2 separate regions of the Sus scrofa genome follow, and region 1 is linked to region 2. The links are chromatin contacts, called in public HiChIP or PLAC-seq maps. All regions are on one chromosome and are shown on one strand. Each heading gives the region's core, a stretch centred on a gene start, on an enhancer-like site or on the middle of the called end of the contact. The rest is flanking DNA. Distances are from core to core; before and after follow the strand shown. Region 1 holds the start of CDK4 (cyclin dependent kinase 4). Region 2 holds the start of ARHGAP9 (rho GTPase-activating protein 9).

The links. HiChIP or PLAC-seq counts read pairs in DNA pulled down with a chosen protein or histone mark.
Region 1: a contact with region 2 is called in an H3K27ac HiChIP or PLAC-seq map of alveolar macrophages. The contact joins the promoter of CDK4 here to the promoter of ARHGAP9 in region 2. A contact is called at or near these places in 2 of 5 promoter capture datasets (fetal liver and liver), 1 of 47 Hi-C or Micro-C datasets (heart right ventricle) and 1 of 2 datasets of contacts at active chromatin or transcription factors (alveolar macrophages).

Annotation. Positions count from the first base shown.
Region 1 is chr5:23,039,395-23,043,693 of Sscrofa11.1, forward strand. CDK4 (cyclin dependent kinase 4) reads right to left here and starts at 2,565. Exons shown (of 8, transcript NM_001123097.1): 1 at 2,499-2,565; 2 at 1,817-2,053; 3 at 1,522-1,657; 4 at 1,237-1,404; 5 at 962-1,071; 6 at 663-713; 7 at 387-522; 8 at 1-147. The coding sequence starts at 2,034. The coding sequence ends at 55.
Region 2 is chr5:22,759,563-22,764,026 of Sscrofa11.1, forward strand. ARHGAP9 (rho GTPase-activating protein 9) reads right to left here and starts at 2,617. Exons shown (of 18, transcript XM_021091869.1): 1 at 2,257-2,617. It overlaps MARS (methionine--tRNA ligase, cytoplasmic), which reads left to right. Exons shown (of 22, transcript XM_021091867.1): 2 at 1,322-1,824; 3 at 2,657-2,747; 4 at 2,894-2,972; 5 at 3,056-3,190; 6 at 3,795-3,870; 7 at 4,380-4,464. The coding sequence starts at 1,569.

The DNA of each region.
Region 1 (4,299 bases), core at 1,315-3,814, 280 kb after region 2:
GGAAGGGAAGTGTTGGCTTCTCTTCTCTTGGTTCTGTTGCAACCATTCCATTGCTCACTCTGGGTTACCTTCTGCCTTATGTAGATAAGAGTGCTGCAGGGCTCGGAAGGCAGAGATTCGCTTGTGTGGGTTAAAAGTCAGCATCTCCTAAGAAGGGAGGCAAAGGTCAGAAAACTGTGAAGAAAACAAAATAGACTTCTACTCACCCTTAACAATATCTAGAATGGGTTCTTTTCTATCTCTCTTTGTGGACTGCCATTCAAAGCAGCAAGAGAAAACTAGCCCATCCACTAATGAGTCTCAGTGATCACAATGTGTTTGGGTCCCTTTTATACTGCTGTTTTTTCACCCCAATCTCACCCTGTGCCCATACCCAAGCCCAGTACCAGTAGCAGCTGTGCTCCAGACTCCTCCATCTCAGGTACCACCGACTGCACTGGGCGGGGCCCTCTGGGGGAAAAGGCTCCTCGGGGTAGAGACACATCTCGGGGCCAGTCATCCTCTGGGGGCAGCCCAATCAGGCTATGGGAAACAGGAGAACTCTGGTCAGGAGGGCCCGTCTCTAGCCCCCACCCCCAGGGGCAGAGCCAGTTTCCAACCAGGGCTCAGCAGAAAGAGGACGACTAAGAATGGAAAACTCTTTTCCCTTCCCAATCACTTACTCAAAGATTTTGCCTAACTGGTCAGCTTCAGAGTTTCCACAGAAGAGAGGCCTGAGGTGAGAAAAGACATAAGACAGCAGTCATTTTCAAACATATGGTGGAAGAATGATTACAGCTTAGTAGCTCAGAACATCGGGTATGTAGAATAAAGAGCTATGGAATTCCTAATTCCAGGATATTTCAGAGCTTCTGGTTATAGACCAGATGGTCAGGAGTACTCAAGTAGAAGAGTGGCCATGACATGGATGTGGTTTATGAATAAGAGATTTGGGAAATTATGGGTTATTTGGGCCCCATACTTTCGACGAAACATCTCTGCGAAGATACAGCCAACGCTCCACATGTCCACAGGTGTTGCATACGTAGACTGCAAAAGAACTTCTGGAGCACGGTACCAGAGTGTAACCACCTAATAGGAATAAGAAGGGTCGATGAGGTCCCTACTCCTTACCATGAAGCACAACTGCTTCACTGAAGTCAAGCACGTAAAAAACACGTGACTTCCCAACTGCTACGAGCAAGCATTCTCCTCCCACTAACCAGAAGCCATTTTGGCTACCATCTTTCTACTGACCACAGGTGTAAGTGCCATCTGGTAGCTGTAGATTCTGGCCAGGCCAAAGTCAGCCAGCTTGACTGTCCCACCACTTGTAACCAGAATGTTCTCTGGCTTCAGGTCTCGATGAACGATGCAGTTGGCATGAAGGAAATCTAGGCCTCTTAGAAACTGACGCATCAGATCCTGGTTTAGAAGGGGGAGGTACAGAGAAACTGGAAACTAGGCATCATACTGGAAGCCACAACAGATGCTACTACAAAGATCCCAGTTTACTTCTCAGTATATGTCCATCCTACTCACCTTGATGGTCTCCACCGGCAAGCCTGGTGGGGGTGCCTTGTCCAGATATGTCCTTAGATCTTGGTCCACATGCTCAAACACCAGGGTCACTTTGGTCTCTCGATCAGTTCGGGCAGTGGCACAGACATCCATCAGCCTGGCCAGAACAAAAGGTCACTCAGTGATCAATCATCTTTGACCTAACATGGCTTCCCCTATTCCTTCAGGGTCCCCACTTCTTTCAACCACCACTCCCCACCTACAGGTTGTCTATTCCTTTTTACTACCCACTCCCAACCCTCCACCTTCTTCTCACCGGACAACATTGGGATGCTCGAAAGCCTCCAGCCGGCGCAGTAAGGCCACTTCACGAACCGTGCTGATGGGCAGGCCCCCTCCAGCACCTCCTCCATTGGGGACTCTTACGCTCTTGAGGGCCACAAAGTGGCCACTGTGGGGATCCCGTGCTTTGTACACGGTCCCATAGGCACCAACACCAATCTCCGCCACTGGTTCATACCGGGAGGTAGCCATTCTCAGACCAGATGAGACCCTACAATCACAGAGACTCCTGCCACCAAATTCCCTTCCAGAGTTCAAATAGTTATGAGCCTGCGGCAACAAAGTGTCTCGCACAAAACATATCCCAAAGACAACAAGAGCAGCATCCCGTCCCTTCCCCAAATTTCCATAAGGCCGACCCCCCTAGGTAACACAATGATTAACCAAAAGCCCTCCAGCCACGTGAGGCCCTAGAATTAAAAAATTCCTTCTTCTTTGGGACTATCAAGCCCTGTACAAGGGAAATCCCACACGACACACCCCCTGCATTGAAGACCCTTCACCTAGTCCTTTAAATTACACCTCCCTATGACCACAAAGGAACATACTACACCCTGCACCACTTCCCGCCCTCGAGCGACCCTTCCAGACCAGCCCGCGTAGGAAGCCGGGGAGGACTAGAATGGTCCCTATTCCTGGAAGGGGGCTACACTTACCTCGCCCCGTGTCAGGAGCTGCGGGGGCGGCCCGTTATCGGGGCCCCGGAGCCGGTTCTTGCAGCGCCATGCACTCGAGCTCTGTCTGGGGCAGCTGGACTCTACGGGCCCGACCATAGACATAGGCCGCAGGCTAGAGCGGCCCCCTTTGCCCCCACCCTCACCATGTGACCAGCTGCCAAAGAGGCGCGCGGAAACTGGCAGGGCGGGGCGAATGTGCCGGACGTTCGGAACACGTGACCAGAGTACGCGTGCGCAGAAAGGCAGCTTGGAGCCTATTTGACCGGGAAGGGGGCGGGGAAGGGAAAGGGGCGGAGGGGCGATGGCAGCCACGTGATCTGTTGCTATCACACGTGACCGCTTGACTGCTTGGAGGAGCAGAGGTGTGGTTACGCTGTAGGGCACGTGACTGGCTGCCGTAACTCTGGCGAGGGGGGGGCGGGAGCCTAGAGAAGGTGGAGTCCAATACGGTGCCATGGCAACCTGGGCCACCCAGATCCCAATTCCCCATTGCAGGCCGAGCCGGAGCGCCAACTCCAGTGTCACTATGCGTCTGTCACTCTATATGCAGAGTGGGGGGCCTGGGGACGTGAGGAGGTGCTGTCGCCTTTATGTACCACCGCCATCGGAAAACATATTCTCATTTGTGTCTTTGTTTCATTCACTCATTCAACAAATTTTTACCGAACGCTTACTTCCTGTGTAAATGTACGGTTTTTGCTACATGAGTTTTTTTGGTGTCTCAGGCACTAGCCCTTTAAGGTAGTGAAAAGGCTATATGTAAAGATATAGCCGGCAGCGTGATCATATAAAATAGAGAGGACACAATACCCGTTTTAGGGCAAAACTAGCATTAAAGGACTGATGGAAGGCAGATAAATACAGTAATCCAACAGGAAGCGTGGCAAGGTAGTGTGCCTTCACCTCTTCAGAACTTCCATTTCTCCCTGGGAGTGTTAAAGCAGAATCTAGATACCTCCTGGCAGAGAGGTTATTAATGAGCTGGAAACAGGAATACTTGACCTTTAAGGTTCTTTTCCAGAGTTCCTGCTGTGGTGCAGCGGGGTGAGATCCGTTGAGTTAGTTGTCTCTGTGGTGGCACAGGTTCAACCCTACCAGGCGCAGGGGGTTAGCGATCCCACGTTGATACATCTGCAGCTCGGATTCAGTTCCTGGCCGGGAACTTCCATATGCCACAGGTGGGGCCAAAAAAAAAGTTTCTTTTCTGCACTAAGATGGTGTGTGTGTGTGTGTGTGTGTGCACGCGCGCGCGCACGCTATTATATACATCATATACAGATGGATATAGGAATGAGTGTGTGCAAGGAAGTTACCACCACATTGCATAAAAATGACTATGCCCTTGTCCAAACCTTCTAACTTTTTATATGGGGCCATTGAGTGGCCTTCTCTTCCACCAGTGCAAGCTTCCTTAGCCTTTGTCCCTCCACAGAACAAATGTTCCCCACTCACAGACATCTAGGTAGGCAATAGGCAGGTTTCTCTGGCTTCTCTTGTCTTACTGGCTCCAACTTCTTTATCTCCCAACCCTTTGGGGGAATGGGGATAAGGAAACGTAAGGATCAGTGTCTCATTAATGATAAACTGTCTAATATCTGAAACCATTCTATTAGTCTATTTGCTCTCCTTGCACCCTAACTTCTGTTCTCCTTAACCATCTGGCTGAGGATGTCAAGCTTGAGATGAACATAAATTGTGTTGCATTCTTTTTTTTTTTGTCTTTTGTTTTTTTTTAGGGCCACACCTGTAGCATATGGAGGTTCCCAGGCTAGGGTTCGAA
Region 2 (4,464 bases), core at 1,367-3,866:
TTAAAGGTTATTTGACTTCTTGCCAGGAAGTATGTGAGCTCTGCCAAGGCGGAAGCCTATATCTATTTTATGAAAAATCAGGGCATTCCCATGGTAGTGCAGTGGAAACAAATCCGACTAGTATCCATGAGGACATGGGTTTGATCCCTGACCTCAATCAGTGGGTTGGGGATCTGGCCTTGCTGTGAGCTGTGATGTAGGTCACAGGCATGGCTCGGATCCCTCGTTGCTGTGGCTGTGGTGTAGGCCAGCTACTGTAGCTCCGATTCCACCCCCAGCCTGTGAAGCTCCATATACCATGGGCGTGGCCCTAAAAAAAACCAAAAAAATAAAGTAGAAATATTTTATGAATAATCATATCTTAAATGCCTGGTATAGAACAAAGTAACCTCTCTGTGCTTCAGTTTCCTCATCTGAAAAATAAGAATGAGAGAAGCTATCTTATTGTTTGTAATTTAAAAAAATAACTGTTTTCTTATAACCCACCATTTTATGGAGAGAAATTTGGGCAGGGCTCAACTGGGTGATTCTCCTGTCCCACGTGGCACTGACGAGGGTCACTTTGTGGTATTCAGCAGGCAGATAGATGGGTTGTTCTGGAGAGCTCCATTCAGATATCTGACTCCGTGATGAGGATGACTGGAATGCTGGGATCAGCTGGCCTGTCAGCCAGAATGTCAACATGATACCTCTCCAGCATGGCAATCTCAGGGTAGTAAGATTTCTTACAAGGCAGCTCACAGCTTCTTGGAGTGTTCCAAGAAGCCTGGGCCTAAATTGCAAGGCTTCTTATGGCTTAGTTTCAAATGAGGCCCAGAAACTCCATAGTTTTTTGAGAATTAAATGTATACCTGCACATATTTTTTGCCACATCTGTAGTACTCGGAATTTCCTGGGCCAGGGATCCAACTGCACAGCAGCTATAACCAGAGCCACAGTAATGACAATGTTGGATCCTTAACCTCCTGAGCCACCAGGGAACTCCTATATATATATTTAGAAGTGTCCAGCTCATAAGTACTCTAAGATATCAATTATTCTTAAAGGGGTACAAAGACGATAAAGAAGGGTCCCTTTCTCAATTACTGACATGCGCTTCCTTGAGTAGTGTATACTTACTGCCAAACTCTGCTTTCTTACTCCCCAGCAATCTGAACTTTTTCCTACACAGACTCATTTCCCTTTAATGTTAGCACCTGGCTGTATACGCGCTTCAGACTGGTATGAAATAAATATATAATTGTCACATTCTTTTTTACTAATAGGATACCTACACTAATTTTCATTATGTCACTAAAATACGCTTATCTATCAATTCCAGAACTCTCTTATGAGCTCGAATCGAGAGTGGGCCATTGCGAGTAGCCGCAGTCTTGACGTCGCCACTTCAGCGAGATAACTGTACCCCTCGGTATCCTTCACCGCTCTCGGGAGGCGTTAGAGGATTACAAGCCGGATCCCACACATAAAGGTCCTTTCTGGCCCTCCCATCAAAAAGATGCCACTCTGGCACTGCGTTTACGGCCTCTTCGTCTCTATGGCACTCTTTTCCTGTTTCCTAGTGTTGTATGATGGGAGAAATAGTCTACTTCCGGAACCCAGGCCCGGGGAACAGCTTTAGTCGGAACTCCATTTCCCGGCGTGCCGCGCGGCAATCGCTTATCCCTCTGGCGGGAGACCGGTTCCGGTTGCATCAGCGTGGGACCCACGGCGAAATGAGATTGTTCGTGAGCGAGGGCGCCCCGGGGAGCCTGCCTGTGCTAGCTGCGGCCGGGAGGGCCCAGGGCAGAGTGGAGCTGCTCATCAGCACTGTAGGCCCCGAAGGTAGACGGGCTGGTGCTGGTGGGCGGTGGATGAGGAGGGCGGGACGCGAACACGCCCGACACCCACCCTACAGTTGTCTTTTACCACCCCCCATCCCCCCACCATGCACTCCCGTCAGATTTCTCCCGCAATGTCCTTGGGCACCCCATCCCGTTTCCCTCCCAGTCACATCTTTCATCGGTTACCTAATTCTCCTCAGTGTCCCCTTCCCTCATCTTTTGCCTCCCCTTCTTCGTTTCCCAGGACCTCGCCTTACTTCAGTGAAACTCTTTCCCTTTATTAACCTCCCACACCTACCCGGCACTCCCCCCCGACCCCACACACACTCGCTAGTCACTCACATGACAATTCCCCAGGCACCCCTTTCCTTTGTTCTTAGGAAACCCCACTCGCCTCTCCTAAACCCAGACACACATATTCCCTTCGGTTTACCTCTTCTCATTCCCAGCCATCTGTTTGACTCTTAAGAGGTTCTCTTGTCCATCCTCCCAGTTCTCTTAATTTTGTTCTTCCAGTGTAGCTCAGATCTCTCAGATATCCTAGTTACTTTCAGTTGTTTCAGTTCTTGGCTGCAGCACTACCCCAATACCACCGCCTCCCGTCTGCAACTCCCATCTGTTGTTTCCAGCTGGCAGTCTCAGCTGAACACCTGCTGGTCTCTCCAGCGTATTCTGGACCCACCCCCTTTCAGTGGTCCTATCCTGGAACCTCTCCTTGAGACGGCCCATCTTTCTTCCCCCAGGCCCCCAACACTGTGAAGTTGTCCTTCTAAGTTGACAGAGTATTTGTTTTCTTTTCCCTGTATTTCACCCATTTTCCTGTTCTGCATCAGAGTGTGTGGTTCCATTCCTGACTCGGCCTAAGGTCCCTGTCTTGCAACTGGATAGTGGCAACTACCTCTTCTCCGCCAGTGCAATCTGTCGGTCAGTATTGGTCCTTGATTCAGGGAGGTGGCTGAATAAAATCAGGGATTATTGTCCTCTGTGGCCTTATTTACAATCACTGTTTCACTAGGGGGTGAGAAACAGGCCCCTCTCATTCTACCTTCTGTTGCTCTCTCCCTGGTTAGATACTTCTTTCTGTTGTCTGGGTGGGAGCAAGATGACCTCACCAACCAGTGGCTGGAATGGGAAGCAACAGAGCTGCAGGTAAGACTGAGATGTGGGGGAATCACAGGCAGGCAGGCCATTGCTTTGCATGGCCATCCTGACTTGTGTCTCCCGCATTTTAGCCAGCTTTGTCCGCTGCCCTGTACTATTTAGTGGTCCAGGGGAAGAAGGGGGAAGATGTTCTTGGCCCAGTCCGGAGAGCCCTGACTCATATTGACCACAGCCTGAGTCGTCGGAGCTGTCCTTTCCTGGCTGGGGTGAGTTGGGCCTTGAGATGGGGATTGGGGAAAGCTGTGTGGTATGAGAGTTAGGAAAGAACACTGTATTCAGAGTTCCGACCCCCAAACTGCCTCTCAACTAGCAGTGTAACCTTTAAAACTCACTACACTTGGAAGTTCCCGTTGTGGCTCAGTGATAGCAAGCCCGACTAGTATCAATGAGGATGCAAGTTTGATCCCTGGTCCCGCTCAGTAGGTTAAGGACCCGGCGTTGCCAGGAGCTGTGGTGTAGGGCACAGATGCTGCTCAGATCCCACATTGCTGTGGCTGTGGCGTAGGCTGGCGGATATAGTTCTAACTTGGGATCTTCTACATGCTGCAGGAGTGGCCCTAAAAGACAAAAAAAACAAAAAAAAGAGCAGCAACAAAGAGACCTCAATAAATTCAAACCTTCAGTTTTTCATCTTTGAAAGGGGGTAATATTAGCATTCACTTCAGTGGGTTGTGAAGACTGAGATAATTAAAATATGCTTAATACGGTGCTTGATACCTTGTAAGTGTGTAGCAAATGTATGAAATGTGACATTCATTGGGAAGAAACTGAGTGCCTCACCTGCCTCTTTCTTTGCTTTTCTCAACAAAGGAGACAGAATCTTTAGCTGACATTGTTTTGTGGGGAGCGCTGTACCCGTTACTCCAAGACCCAGCCTACCTTCCTGGTGAGAACTGCCCATTGCTTCACCCCTAGCTCCAACACCAGGAGCTTGGTGTAGGGGTAACAGAGTGGGTAGGTGAATAATGAGGAACCAGTTTGAGGTGTAGCTTGATGGGCAGCTATAGCAGAAAGAGGGCTGAGGGAACTGGGAAAGCCAGCTGGAGAAACTTCATGAAGAAGAGGCTGGAGTTCTCATTGTGGCTTAGTGGTAACAAACTGGACTAGTATCTATAAGGACGAGGGTTTGATCCCCTGCCCCACTCAGTGGGTTAAGGATCTGGCGTTGCCGCCAGCTGCCATGTAGCTCAAAGACTAGGCTTGGATCTGGTGTTGTTGTGGCTGTGGTGTAGCCCGGCTGATTCGATCCCTAGCCTGGGAACTTCCATATGCCTTGGGTGTGGCCCTAAAAAACCAAAAAAAAAAAAAAAAAAAAAAAAAAAGAAGGGGTTGGGCCACCCTCCCATCTTCCCATGTTAGGTCTTGCTGATTGCCTCTTTTCTCCCCTGCCCACAGAGGAGCTGGGTACCCTGCACAGCTGGTTCCAGACGCTGAGTTCTCAGGAGCCATGTCAGCGAGCTGTGGAGACTGTGCTGAAGCA